2 separate regions of the Mus musculus genome follow, and region 2 is linked to region 1. The links are chromatin contacts, called in public Hi-C maps. All regions are on one chromosome and are shown on one strand. Each heading gives the region's core, a stretch centred on a gene start, on an enhancer-like site or on the middle of the called end of the contact. The rest is flanking DNA. Distances are from core to core; before and after follow the strand shown. Region 1 overlaps Tesk2 (testis-specific kinase 2). Region 2 overlaps Zswim5 (zinc finger SWIM-type containing 5).

The links. Hi-C and Micro-C count contacts between places; a contact is called where the count stands out from the background.
Region 2: a contact with region 1 is called in a Hi-C map of liver, with 10 times the contacts expected there. The contact joins two enhancer-like sites. A contact is called at or near these places in 1 of 39 promoter capture datasets (stem cell-derived epiblast-like cells), 1 of 484 Hi-C or Micro-C datasets (liver), 4 of 115 datasets of contacts at active chromatin or transcription factors (the SCID.adh cell line, T-cell acute lymphoblastic leukemia, embryonic stem cells and 1 more) and 2 of 9 other capture datasets (adipose tissue and pancreatic islet).

Annotation. Positions count from the first base shown.
Region 1 is chr4:116,792,114-116,798,292 of GRCm38.p6, forward strand. It overlaps Tesk2 (testis-specific kinase 2), which reads left to right. Exons shown (of 11, transcript NM_146151.4): 5 at 1-121. Among named protein-coding and RNA genes, the nearest start is that of Toe1, 12 kb to the right of the region's middle. Within about 2 kb of position 4,723, at least 30 of the 459 cell types and tissues checked have an H3K27ac peak or open chromatin away from gene starts, as enhancers often do. A contact at or near this core is called in liver, where this site is marked.
Region 2 is chr4:116,925,455-116,931,435 of GRCm38.p6, forward strand. All of the region lies in intron 1 of Zswim5 (zinc finger SWIM-type containing 5), which reads left to right. Among named protein-coding and RNA genes, the nearest start is that of Gm22092, 6.0 kb to the left of the region's middle. Within about 2 kb of position 2,792, at least 24 of the 459 cell types and tissues checked have an H3K27ac peak or open chromatin away from gene starts, as enhancers often do. A contact at or near this core is called in liver, where this site is marked.

The sequences.
Region 1 (6,179 bases), core at 3,473-5,972:
GCTGCTGGACAGTGACTTGTATTTACCGTGGACTGTGAGAGTGAAACTGGCCTATGACATAGCAGTGGGCCTCAGCTACCTTCACTTCAAAGGCATTTTCCATCGGGACCTCACATCAAAGGTGTGAAGGCTTTGCTTTCATAACTGTTGAGGAGCACAGGGGTAAAAACAAAAAAAAAAACAAAAAAACAAAAAAAAACCTGTGCTTATTAAGAAATCTAGAACTATGGGGAATCTCTGTTTTAGATTTCACTTTTAATCAAAACATAACTCAGTATTTCTAAAGATTAGCTATAACAGTTAACCTTTAGAAAGCATCTACCTGGACTAAGACTCTTAGTTGGGAGGGTGCTTGCTTAGTCTGAACAAAGATTTGATCTCTAGCACTAGATAGTTTAAGCAGGAGGATCAAAAGTTTATGATCAATCTCAGCTACATAGAGTTCAAGGCCAGCCTGGGTTATTTAGATCATCTCTAACAATCAAAACCAAATCGGCCTCCGGCTGCTCAGAGCAGCCACTTTGAGTGTGGAGGCAGGCAACACCCACATCTCGAGAGCCTTTACATTTGCATTTAGTGCCCTGAATGTATGCTGTAGGAGCTGCGTAAAGCTTCAGCACAACTGTGTAGTCCAATCCGTTTTCTCTCCCGAGTTCCCTGAGAGTCAAGGGAACGCATGTTTGGCGTGCAGGGTGGGTCACTGTGTGCTGACCCATTTTCTATTGTGTGATTGAGTTTCTACCTTCCTGCCAGGTCTTCTTTGATGTTAGCTGGTCACTGTAGTATTGTTTTGTTGTCCAGATTGCTGTGTGACCAGGCTAGAAAAGTGTTTCTTTCAGAGAAATTTGGCCTTGTTACAAAGCAGGAACTGAAGGACTAAATGTCCCAGGATACTTCCATGACAAGACTCCCCCCCCCCCCCCCCCCCGGTATCCCCCTGAAACAGAGCTTTTCTGTGTGTAGTCCTGGCTGTTCAGGAACTTAATCTGTAGATCAGCTCGCCTTGAACTCAGAGATCTGCCTGCCTCTGCCTCCTGGGATTGAAGGTATGCGCCACCACTGCCTGGGTCCGTGACAAGGCTTTTAAAATTATTTGAACTAATGGAAGGACTGTACAGCCACCTAGCTTATGTAGTATGATGCCTGCCCAAGAGCCACATTCAAGTCTTCTAAGGTTTGTTAGAGGGTTTGTTTTGTTTTGAGGGTTTAGTTTTATACGTATGGATATTTGCCTACATGTATGTGTCTGTACTATGTGCATGTGTATGCAGGGACCAGAAGAGGGTATCAGATCCCCTAGAACTGAAGTCCCTGGTTACTGTAAGCATGTGGGTGCAGGGAAACAAACTCAGGTCCTCTGCAAGAGCAGCAAGCACCGCTGAGCCATCTTTCTAGCCTGAGAAGAGGAGCTTCATACATATCCAAGAGTACTCTCACTTTATTCCCTGCCCCGACATATACATGTGCACACATATGCTTATATGCATCTAGCCAAAATGAGATCTTTGGCTTTCTATGGAAAAAAGTATCTCTTCTAAAATGGAAGAAATTTACAACATATCACCCATATCTATATGAATGTTTCCTATGCCTGGATTCATGGATAAAGCAATAGAAAAGGTAAATTTCTAACCTATGGTTACATACAGTCTCATTGAGAAATAAATAACTAAAGGAGTTGGGTGCATGCCTTTAATCCTGAGGTGCATGCTTCAGGAGGCAGAGGCAGTGACACACAGTGACACACCTACTCCAACAGGGCCACATCTTCTAATTTTGCCACTCCCTGGGCCGAGCATATACAAACTATCACAGTATTCTTTTTGAGCTTGTTATTGTAAAAATGAATAAGCTCTCTGGGCATAGATAGGAATGCCTATAATCTCATCCTTGTGAGAGTCGGACATGATGATCACCATTTGAGGTTAGCTCAGGCTATCTAGTGAGACTACCAAGTCAAAAAATGAGGAGGGCAGTAGTGGCACACACCTTTAATCCCAGCACTTGGGAGGAAGAGGCAGGCGGATTTCTGAGTTGGAGGCCAGCCTGGTCTACAGAGTGAGTTCCAGGACAGCCAGGGCTACACAGGGAAACCCTGTCTCGAAAAACAAACAAACAAAAAAAGACCAAATAAGCAAATAAAAAGAACAAACTAAAACAACCCAAAGGAACTATTAGGTAAGATCACCAGCCTTTGCTTTTCCTAATATGACAGTAGGGATTCTATTTATCAGTGGGCTTAAAACAAAATGTAGGGAGAAGGCTCATCAGTTTTGAGTACTGGTTGCTCTTCTAGTCCCATTCTCATCTTCAGCATGGTGGCTCGTGGCCTTCTGTGATCCAGTGCCCTCTTCTGGCCTCTGCAGGCACTTAATTCACAGGGCATTCAGATGTCCTGGCAAAACACCCAAACATTTAAAAAGAAAACTTAGGGACTTACAACACTCCCTGGATAAGGAACCCTCACTGGCTTTAATAGGGCAACCCTTGTCTCTGCCTCCCAAGTACTGGGATTGTAGACACGCACCACCCCACATCAGTCTAAACTTTAAGGTGGTATTGAGGATCCTGGGAAGTGGAGAGATTTAATGACTTTTTAAAGGTCTAATGGTGGTATAGAAGTTCTCTAGAATGGAACTCAAATTGAAAAGAGTAGATTCATCTATTCTTGTTTTGCAATGCTTGGGGTTGAACATAGAGATGTATTCATGGTAGGTAGGAACTCTACCGGTGAGTGATATCACTGGCCCTCCTTTTTTATGTAACTATAACTGGTCTCAAAATTGTTGTATAGCCCTGGTTGGTCTCAAACTTAGCAATCTTGTCTCAGCATCCTTGGTGCCAGAATTAAAGGCTTGGGCCACCATGCTTAGCCTTTGTTTGCTCTTTTGTTGTTGTTGTTGTTTTTGATGATTTGTTTTTTTTGTTTGTTTGTTGTTTTTTTAAATTTTTAAAAAAGATTTATTTATTATAATCTAAGTACACTGTAGCTGTCTTCAGACACACCAGAAGAGGGCGTCAGATCTCATTACGGATGGTTGTAAGCCACCATGTGGTTGCTGGGATTTGAACTCAGGACCTCTGGAAGAGCAGTCAGTGCTCTTAACCGCTGAGCCATCTCTCCAGCCCTGATGATTTGTTTTTTATTATATATATATTGGTGTTTTACCTGCATGTATGTCTGTGTGAGAGTGTCAGATCTCTTGGAACTGGAATTACAGACAGTTGTGAGTTGCCATGTGGGTGCTGGGAATTGAACCTGAGTCCTGGAACAGCAGCCAGTGCTCTTAACTTCTAAGCCATCTCTCCAGCCCCTGTTGTTAACTCACCCACATACAGACATACATACACACATACCTAGTTTCAAATAATAAATATATTTAAAAAGCACAAAGGTAGCCGGGCGTGGTGGTGCACGCCTTTAATCCAAGCACTTGGGAGGCAGAGGCAGGCGAATTTCTGAGTTCGAGGCCAGCCTGGTCTACAGAGTGAGTTCCAGGACAGCCAGGGCTACACAGAGAAACCCTGTCTAGAAAAAAACAAAACAGGAAGCTGGTGAGATGGCTCAGTGGTTAAGAGTGCCGACTGCTCTTCCGAAGGTCCTGAGTTCAAATCCCAGCAACCATATGGTGGCTCCCAACCATCTGTAACAAAATCTGATGCCCTCTTCTGGAGTGTCTGAAGACAGCTACAGTGTACTTACATATAATAAATAAATAAATAAATAAATAAATAAATAAATAAATAAATCTTTTAAAAAAAGAAAGAAAAAAACAAAACAAACAAACAAACAAGGTATCAGAGGGTGGAAGCAGACACAGAGATGGTTCGGTGGGTAAAAGTATTTGCACCACGCTTGATGACCCGAGCTCTGCCCACATGGTAGAAGAAACTTACTCCTGCCAAGTTGTTTTGACTTCCACATGTTTGCTAGGTGCACATCTACACACACACACACACACACACACACACACACACACACACACACAATTTAAAATGTACCAGGGTATGCCGGCTCATGTTTGTAATCTAATCCTGGATTTCAGGGTGTCTGAGGATGAGGCGAGAGGATCACAAGTTCAAGACCAGTTTGAGCTGCATGGGAGATACTGTCCCAAAACAGAAGATGGGAACATTTGAGAGATGCAGGGAGTGGCTGTTAGGGCACCTGGAGTTATTACCCCTTTTTTTTTTCTTCTGAGACAGGGTCTCACTATTTATATTACTAAATGTCCTGGAACTCACTGTATAGACAAGCTAGCCTCCAACTCACAGAGATCCTCTTGCTTCTGAGCACTGAGATTAAAAGTATGTGTCACTACACCTGGTCAGAATTTCTAAAAACCAAATCAAACAGCAAATAGGACAGTAGAACAGCCCTGGAAACAGAAGTCTGAGTTGTTGGTGAACCATGAAGAGGATGAGAGAAAGAAGTAATGGATGTGAGCTGTCACTGTCTCACAGGCTGACCTAGACCTGGGGCTTTAGCTGACAAGTTGGCATAGGGCCCATCTTTTCATAGACAAAGTCAGAGATCTGGAGTGTTGATCCAGCAGAACTTAGAGACGAGCCAGCACAAGGACAGTCCTTGAAAGTCACCCACTTTACTTCTCTGGGGTCCAGGATTGATTGTGATGGAATAATAACAGGGAAGAATAGCCAGAGTACATCAAGATCAGAATAATCAGTTAATGTGTACCTGGTGTGCAATAAACAGGAGGTAACTCAGCCAGACTGGCAACAGAGAGAGGGAGGGAGGGCTGGGTTGGGTCACATGGGGCCTTGTTGGCCCCACAAATGTTTCTGTGAGCCAAGAATTCCTGCTCTCTGCTGCCTCTGGAAGAGGTGGGGTGTGGGTCTCCTGAGCCTGGAGTGTTGGGGCTATTTCCACTACAGCTATTTGGGGAGAGCTAGCTGCAGCTTGGGTTATTTATAGGTCATTTGGGGTCATTCTTTCTCTAGAGATGGCAGTGTTTGTTCAGTACCATGCCCTTAGCCTCTCCCACAAACTGACTACTAAGAATCTGCTCCAGAGATGTTCTTCTAGACTGTCACAAGAGTGGCACAGAGGAACTCGGGGAGTTAAGAAGAGAAAAAGGTGAAGGGCTGGAGAGATCAGGGTTGCAAAGATAGGGTTGCCTTCAAGGAAGGTGTGGTAGGGCTAAGGGTTCAGTGGTCGAGTAGATAGAGCACTCTCCATGTGTGAGCACTGAGTTTAATCCAAGTACCAAATACATACATACATACATACACACACACACACACACACACACGCATGCACACACACACACATACACACACACACACACACACACAGAAAAATAAACCGGGCTGGTGAGATGGCTCAGTGGGTAAGAGCACCCGACTTCTGACTCCCTCTTCTGGAGTGTCTGAAGACAGCTACAGTGTACTTACATATAATAATAAATAAATCTTTAAAAAAAAAAAAAGAAAAAAAGAAAAATAAACCTTATGCACTCCCAAATGCGTAGATCAGAAAATATTCCAAATGGAAAAAAAGAGAAAACATAAGCAAAGACTTAAAGGAGTTCTTCAAGTTTGCTAGGTCCAACTTGCATGTGACACGTTTGGGAAGGTGCATTGCATAGCAGGAGCAGGGATGTGGAAAGTGGGCCACATCATATTTTTAATGAGCAGATGCTAGGCACTGAACCAAGTCTCATGTAGGCTAAGCTCACATTGTACCACTGAGATATGATCCCAGCCAGGTCACAAACTTCTTATGCCAGGGAATTTGGTTATTATCTTTTGGTCAATGAAAAATAGTATATGTAAACTTCAGAAGCTGTCCTGAGCCTCCCTCTTTTTGCAAGATTAGGGTTGGGTTTTGGTAACTGTATACTGAGGAAACAGGGAAGCCAGTGGCCTGATAGTTTGTCCTTCTACAGTACATTATAGTAAGTTATTTGTTTGTTTGTTTGTTTGTTTGTTTGTTTATTTATTTATTTATAATAGGATTTGACACTCTTAGGACTCGCTCTGTAGACTAGGCTAGCATTGAACTCACAGAGATCCACCTGCCTCTGCCTCTCAAGTGCTGGGACTAAGGCATGCACCTTCATTGCCCGCCTACATTATAGTAAGCTTTAAGAGACAGGATTTCTGTTTTATTTGCAGAAGGATTTCTGTTTTATTCGCAGAAGTATCTTTGATTCTTA
Region 2 (5,981 bases), core at 1,542-4,041, 130 kb after region 1:
TTTCCATATCTCTTTAATTTAATATTTTGCACGTAGAATTATGATTGTTAATGCTAACAATTAGCAATATGCATAAATAGTGTTTAACATCAACAGTGTTTCTCACAGTAAAGCATGCTATGTGGTTTATAGGTAAAGATCTCTGTGTAGTTCTTTTGTTGCAGTTGTATCCTAATAAAGATAAACAGAACTATTTTAAATTTTGTTTATTTTATTATCTGTGTGTCTGCAAGTGTATCTGTATATGGAAACACATGTGCTATGGCTCATGTGGAGGTCAGAAAATAATTTGTAGGTTCTTTCTTTCCACTATGTGAGTTCCAGGGACCTAATTCAGGTTGTCAGGCTCAGTACTAGTGTCTTTACCCATTGAGCCACCTTGTCAATCCAGGAATTTCTTTTTATTCTGTTTAGTAATAAACAAGGGCTCAGTCCATCCTCCCCTGCGCTTGAGTGTGTTGTGGGGTTTTTGTTCTGTTTTTGAGACAGAGTCTTATTCTGTCACCCTGGTTGGCCTGGAGCTCAGTGTAAATCAGGCTGCCCTTGACCTCGCGCTGATCCCCTTGCCTTTCTCTCTTGAATGCTGCAATTACAGATGTGAGCCATCACTCCTGGCCAGCCTCTAGTTTTTGAACAGTAACAGCATATTCTGTTGAGTATGAGGTGGGTTTGATAAATTATGTCCACCAATGAAATGAGTCAATTCAAGCCAAATTAAAGTAGATAAAGGCATGTTTATTGGGAAGCCACTCTTGGGCAAGTTCTCAGGTCCCAAAGAACAAGGTCCGGAAAGTCGCCATGGGAAGGAATGCAGAAAGAAGGGGTAAGAGAAAGAGGAAATACGGGCTGGTGAGATGGCTCAGTGGGTAAGAGCACCCGACTGCTCTTCTGAAGGTCCAGAGTTCAAATCCCAGCAACCACATGGTGGCTCACAACCATCCCTAACAAGATCTGACACCCTCTTCTGGTGTGTCTGAAGACAGCTACAGTGTACTTACATATAATAATAAATAAATCTTTAAAAAAAAAAAAAAAAAAAGAAAGAGGAAATACAGAGAGACAGGTTTGTGTGTGTGTGTGTGTGCCCGGCTAGCCTTGAACTTCTAATGCTCCTGCCTGTCTCCTAAGTGCTGAAATTACACACATGTATGATCATGTCCATAGTCATTTGTAGTTCTTGAGTGACGGTCTTGCTTGTTGGTTATTTGCATATCTTTGGAAAATTGGTTATTTAAAGTTTTTATGGTCTAATTGCGCCATTTTTACTACTGACTTGTAGAAGTTTCTTATATACTTTGGACAGTAACTTATAGGGCACAGTAATTGCTTATATTTTCTCCCATGATCTAATTTAATTTATGTCAAAGATCAGTTTAGCTACCTAGTAGAAAATGGCTCAGTATAGACTACAGTAAGAGATACAGTATAGATACAATAAGATAATAAGATCCTTTCAAAAATAAAGAAAAGGTACTTATGACTTAAGTTATTAATGAGCGAGAGAGAGAGAGAGTTGGGAGGCTCTTGCAGCAGTCTCAGTAGTAGATCAGGGCTGCCAGGAGCAGTGGGAAAAGCAAAAGGAGTGATTTGTCTTTGAGGTAGACTCAACATGATGTAGTTGAAAGACTAGAGAAGACACTCCCAGGCTTATCCTGGATTTCTCAGGTGAGGACTTGGGTGAATGGTGAAGCCATTTAGAGAGATTTTGCCAGGTGGGGTAGAGGAAGGCAATCTGCTTGAATATAAAATACATACTAGGTATGATGTGTCCATGTGGCATCACTAGGAATATTTTCCACATGCCTATAATCCCAGCATTTTACCTTAAGTTTTTTTCTTCTTTTTATTAGATATTTTCTTCATTTACATTTCAAATGCTATCCCCAAAGCCCCCTATACCCTCCCCCAGCCCCGCTCTGCTCCCCAACCCACCCACTCCTGCTTCCTGGCTCTGGCATTCCCCTGTATTGGGGCATATGATCTTCGCAAGACCAAGAGCCTCTCCTCCCATTGATGGCCGACTACGCCATCCTCTGCTACATATGCAATTAGAGACTCAACTCTGGGGGCTACTGGTTAGTTCATATTGTTGTTCCTCCTATAGGGTTGCAGAATACATTGTTAGCTGGGTTACAGGTTCGTTTGTAAAGGGAAAATTTAAACAGCTTTTCCTGGAAAAATTAGCATGTAATCTGGAGCTTTAGAATAAAACATAAAATTATGTTAAATAGAGCTGGAGAGAGGGCTCAGTGGTTAAGAGCACTGACTGCTCTTCCAGAGGTCCTGAGTTCAAATCCCAGCAACCACATAGTGGCTCACAACCATCTGTAATGGGATCTGATGCATTCTTGTGGTGTGTCTGAAGACAGCTACAGTGTACTCATATAAGTAAAATAAATAAATCTTTTTTTAAAATTATGTTAAATAGAACATTTCAGCATACCTGTATACTTCATCACAAGACTTTTGCTATTGTAATTTAGCTTTGACTTTTTTTTTTTTTTTTGGTTTAATGAGAAGTGGTTTTGGTTTTTGTTGTTTTGTTTTGTTTTTGTTTTTTAAGATAAGGTCTCTCTATGTAACTACAGCTAGCCTAGAATTTGGAATGTAGACCAGGCTAACCCAGAACTCAGAGATCTGCCTGCCTTTCTCTCCAGAGTGCTGAACCAAGGGTGTGCACCACTGTGCTCAGCTCCCCTCGCCCTTTGTAAAGGGTAAGAGGAAGAGTGCATTCTGTGTGTTTCTCTTTCAGTCCTAGAGAGCACACCAGGACCAGGCAAGCGTCCTGCTCAGTGCTCTTTTGTAGATTTCTCATAGAGGTTGTTTCTGTTGCTATCCCAGGCCAGGTTTAGCTTGACTCTCAATATCATTCAGCATCCTTCTTTTTTCTCACTTGAACTGGATAGGAAAGGAAGTGTTTTTGCTTACATAATCATTCTTTTTCTGAGATTACCCTTTGCTGCTTTTTACAGCCTGCATAGAAATTTTGTCTCGAATTCTTCTCAGCTACTTCCTGTTCTTTGAAGGTTGGCACTGTTATAAAAAGCTAATTGGCATTAGACACAAAAGATTATTCATTAACTTTTCTGTAAGGCCCACAGCTCCTTCCAAGTCTAATATTTTTAAAGGACCCGTCTCTTTCTTTCCTTCTGAACAGACATTTAGAATACATTTGAATAGAGGATCCACATTTTTAGAACAATTGCTTTACATGCCATATTTCATTTAAAAGTTATTTTTCCAAAGAAGTGATGTTATAAATGGTAGTTTTATTTTCCCAACTAATTCCAAAGTCTTTAGCTTTCACCATAAGCAATTTAACTGCCAATTGTAACAGAATAGAACCAAAGGGGTGCAAGACAGAAGTTAATCCAGAGTTACAGTAAAAATAGTAATGTGGGCTTGGGAGTGTTCAGTAGGGTTGAGGGTCTGCTGCCAAGCCTGACAACCTGAGTTTAATCCTGAGTTCAGGTGTCCAGCACTGAATAAACTGTCATGGTGGAACACATCTGTAACCCTATTGTTAATGAGGCAGAACCAAGAGAATCAGAAGATCAAGGTTGCCCTTGGTTACATAGTGAGTTCAAGGCCAGTCTGATTGTTCAGTAATTGATCCTGTCTCAAAACAAACAAACAAAAACAAGAAGAAACAGAAATAAACAAGGGATTGCCAAGACCTAAATCCAGTCCTCAGAATACATAAAAAGTAGGTTTGTAATCCCAGTGCTGGGAGGTTGGAAAAATCCTTGGAGTTAACTGCTGGCCCCTAGCCTAAACTCCAAGACTTGTAAGTCTCACTGAAAGACCCAGTCTCAGAAAAACAAAATTGTGACCATTGAAGTGGCTCCACAGATAAAGGCACCCACCGGCAAGCTTGAAAACCTGACTTTGAACCCCATGGCAGAAGACACATGCTGAGATGTGTGCAAACCACCCCAGCCCATGCATACAACAACTTTAAATGTAATAAAATAGCTTTAAAATAGTAACTCACCTCAAATTTCTTATTTTATGAGAAGAAAACAGAGTTAGAAGTCCTCTTTTATTGGAGTCTTTTATCTCACATCTGTGAAATTTACATATTTTTTTACTAGTTTGTATTATATAAACCTAATATGGCTTAATATGATGTTTTGGCATTCAAAATGAAATGATTACTGCAACTTTTGCATATATTGGTCCTTCTGCTTAGAATGTGGGAGTAACTCCTCAGTATATATCAAAATCAATTCTCTGAAATTGTGCCATTCCCAGACTCCTTGGATACCACTGGCCACTCCTAACCTCTGTGTCATTTATATGTTCCATGTAACTTTCATATCACTTACTAGCTGTAATCTATACTACATGTGAGTTTATTCATCTATCAAACAATAATAGGATCTACTTAACAGTTTTTTTGGTTTTTTTGGTTGGTTTTTGTTTGTTTGTTTGTTTGTTTGTTTGTTTCTTTTTCTTTTTTCTTTTCTTCTTTTTTTGATATTTTTGAGACAGGGTTTCTCTGTGTAGCCCTGGCTGTCCTGGAACTCACTTTGTAGACCAGGCTGGCCTTAAACTCAGAGATCCTCCTGCCTCTGCCTCCCAAGTGCTGAGATTAAAGGCGTACACCACCACTGCCCAGCTACTTGATAGTTCTTAAGAACAGAAAAAAATGAGTTCATAATTAAGATCTATTGTCGTTAATGAATTATGGTTTTCATTTAAGTTGTTTTCCTCCAGTAGACTGTGAGCTCATGAGATGACTAAGGTTAGGAATTTCATATAATCCTTTTTGTAATCATTTTTTTAAGATTTACTTATTTATTATATGTAAGTACAATGTAGCTGTCCTCAGACACTCCAGAAGAGGGTGTCAGATCTCTTTACTGGTGGTTGTGAGCCACCATGTGGTTGCTGGGATTTGAACTCGGGACCTTCGGAAGAGCAGTCAGTGCTCTTAACCGCTGAGCCATCTCACCAGCCCTTTTCTTTTTTAAGATTTATTTATTCATGTATTTTATGTACATAAGTTCTATCTTCATGCACATCAGAATGGGTAATCAGATTTTATTATAGATGGCTGTGACCCACAACGTGGTTCCTGGGAATTGAATTTAGAACCACTGAAAGCACTCAAGCGACCTTAACCACTAAGCCTTATCTCCAGCCTCCCCAGATTTTTTGTCTGTTTGTTTGTTTGTTTGTTTGTTTGTTTAAAACAGGGTTTCTCCATGTAGTGCTGGCCATCCTGAAACTCACCTGTAGACCAGGCTGCCCTCGAACTAGATTTGCCTGCTTCTGCCTTCTGAGGGCTGGGATCAAAGGTGTGCACCACCACCACGCAGCTATTTCTATTACCAGAAGACAATCACACTCACTTTTTTTCTCATGCCTCTTTCTCTGCCAATTCATATGCAACAAGACAAAGACAGAGGAAAAAAAGGGAACATGGGAAGGGAAAGGAGACCCTCATCCAGGAATCTGGTTGAAGCCTGTCAGCAGCTGAGAGTATAGAGTTCTAGCACAATTCACATTTATTCTAAAGGTTGCCTAAATAGAGATAGTCTTCTTTTTATATAAATGTTTCAAATAAGAATGTTCGAATAGCAATGAGTCATGCTTAACGCTAGGACATACATGACTTTCTCCTTTCCCAGCTGTCAATATGCAGTGTCTATGAATCCCACAAGAACCCCCATTTACAATAAAAGGCATGTCTTATGTGCAACCCTTGTGACTCATGGTTTACCTGTTCAGATAACAGCTCTATCCAAGATAAATCCAAAACTACCCTGTAATCCAAGTCCTTTAGCAACCCTTAGAGATGTAACCCGAGAGCCAGTAAAACTTTTTATTTGGCTATTGCTAAGGAACTCAAATGAATTTTCTCATGGAAAGCCCATACCCACAGTAGGTGTGCCTTGTCCTTCTTGCCTAGTCACCTCTCCAGCTCTAAACTTAAAACTATGTTAAAACTTTCTTAAGCATTAAGATGTAGCTCA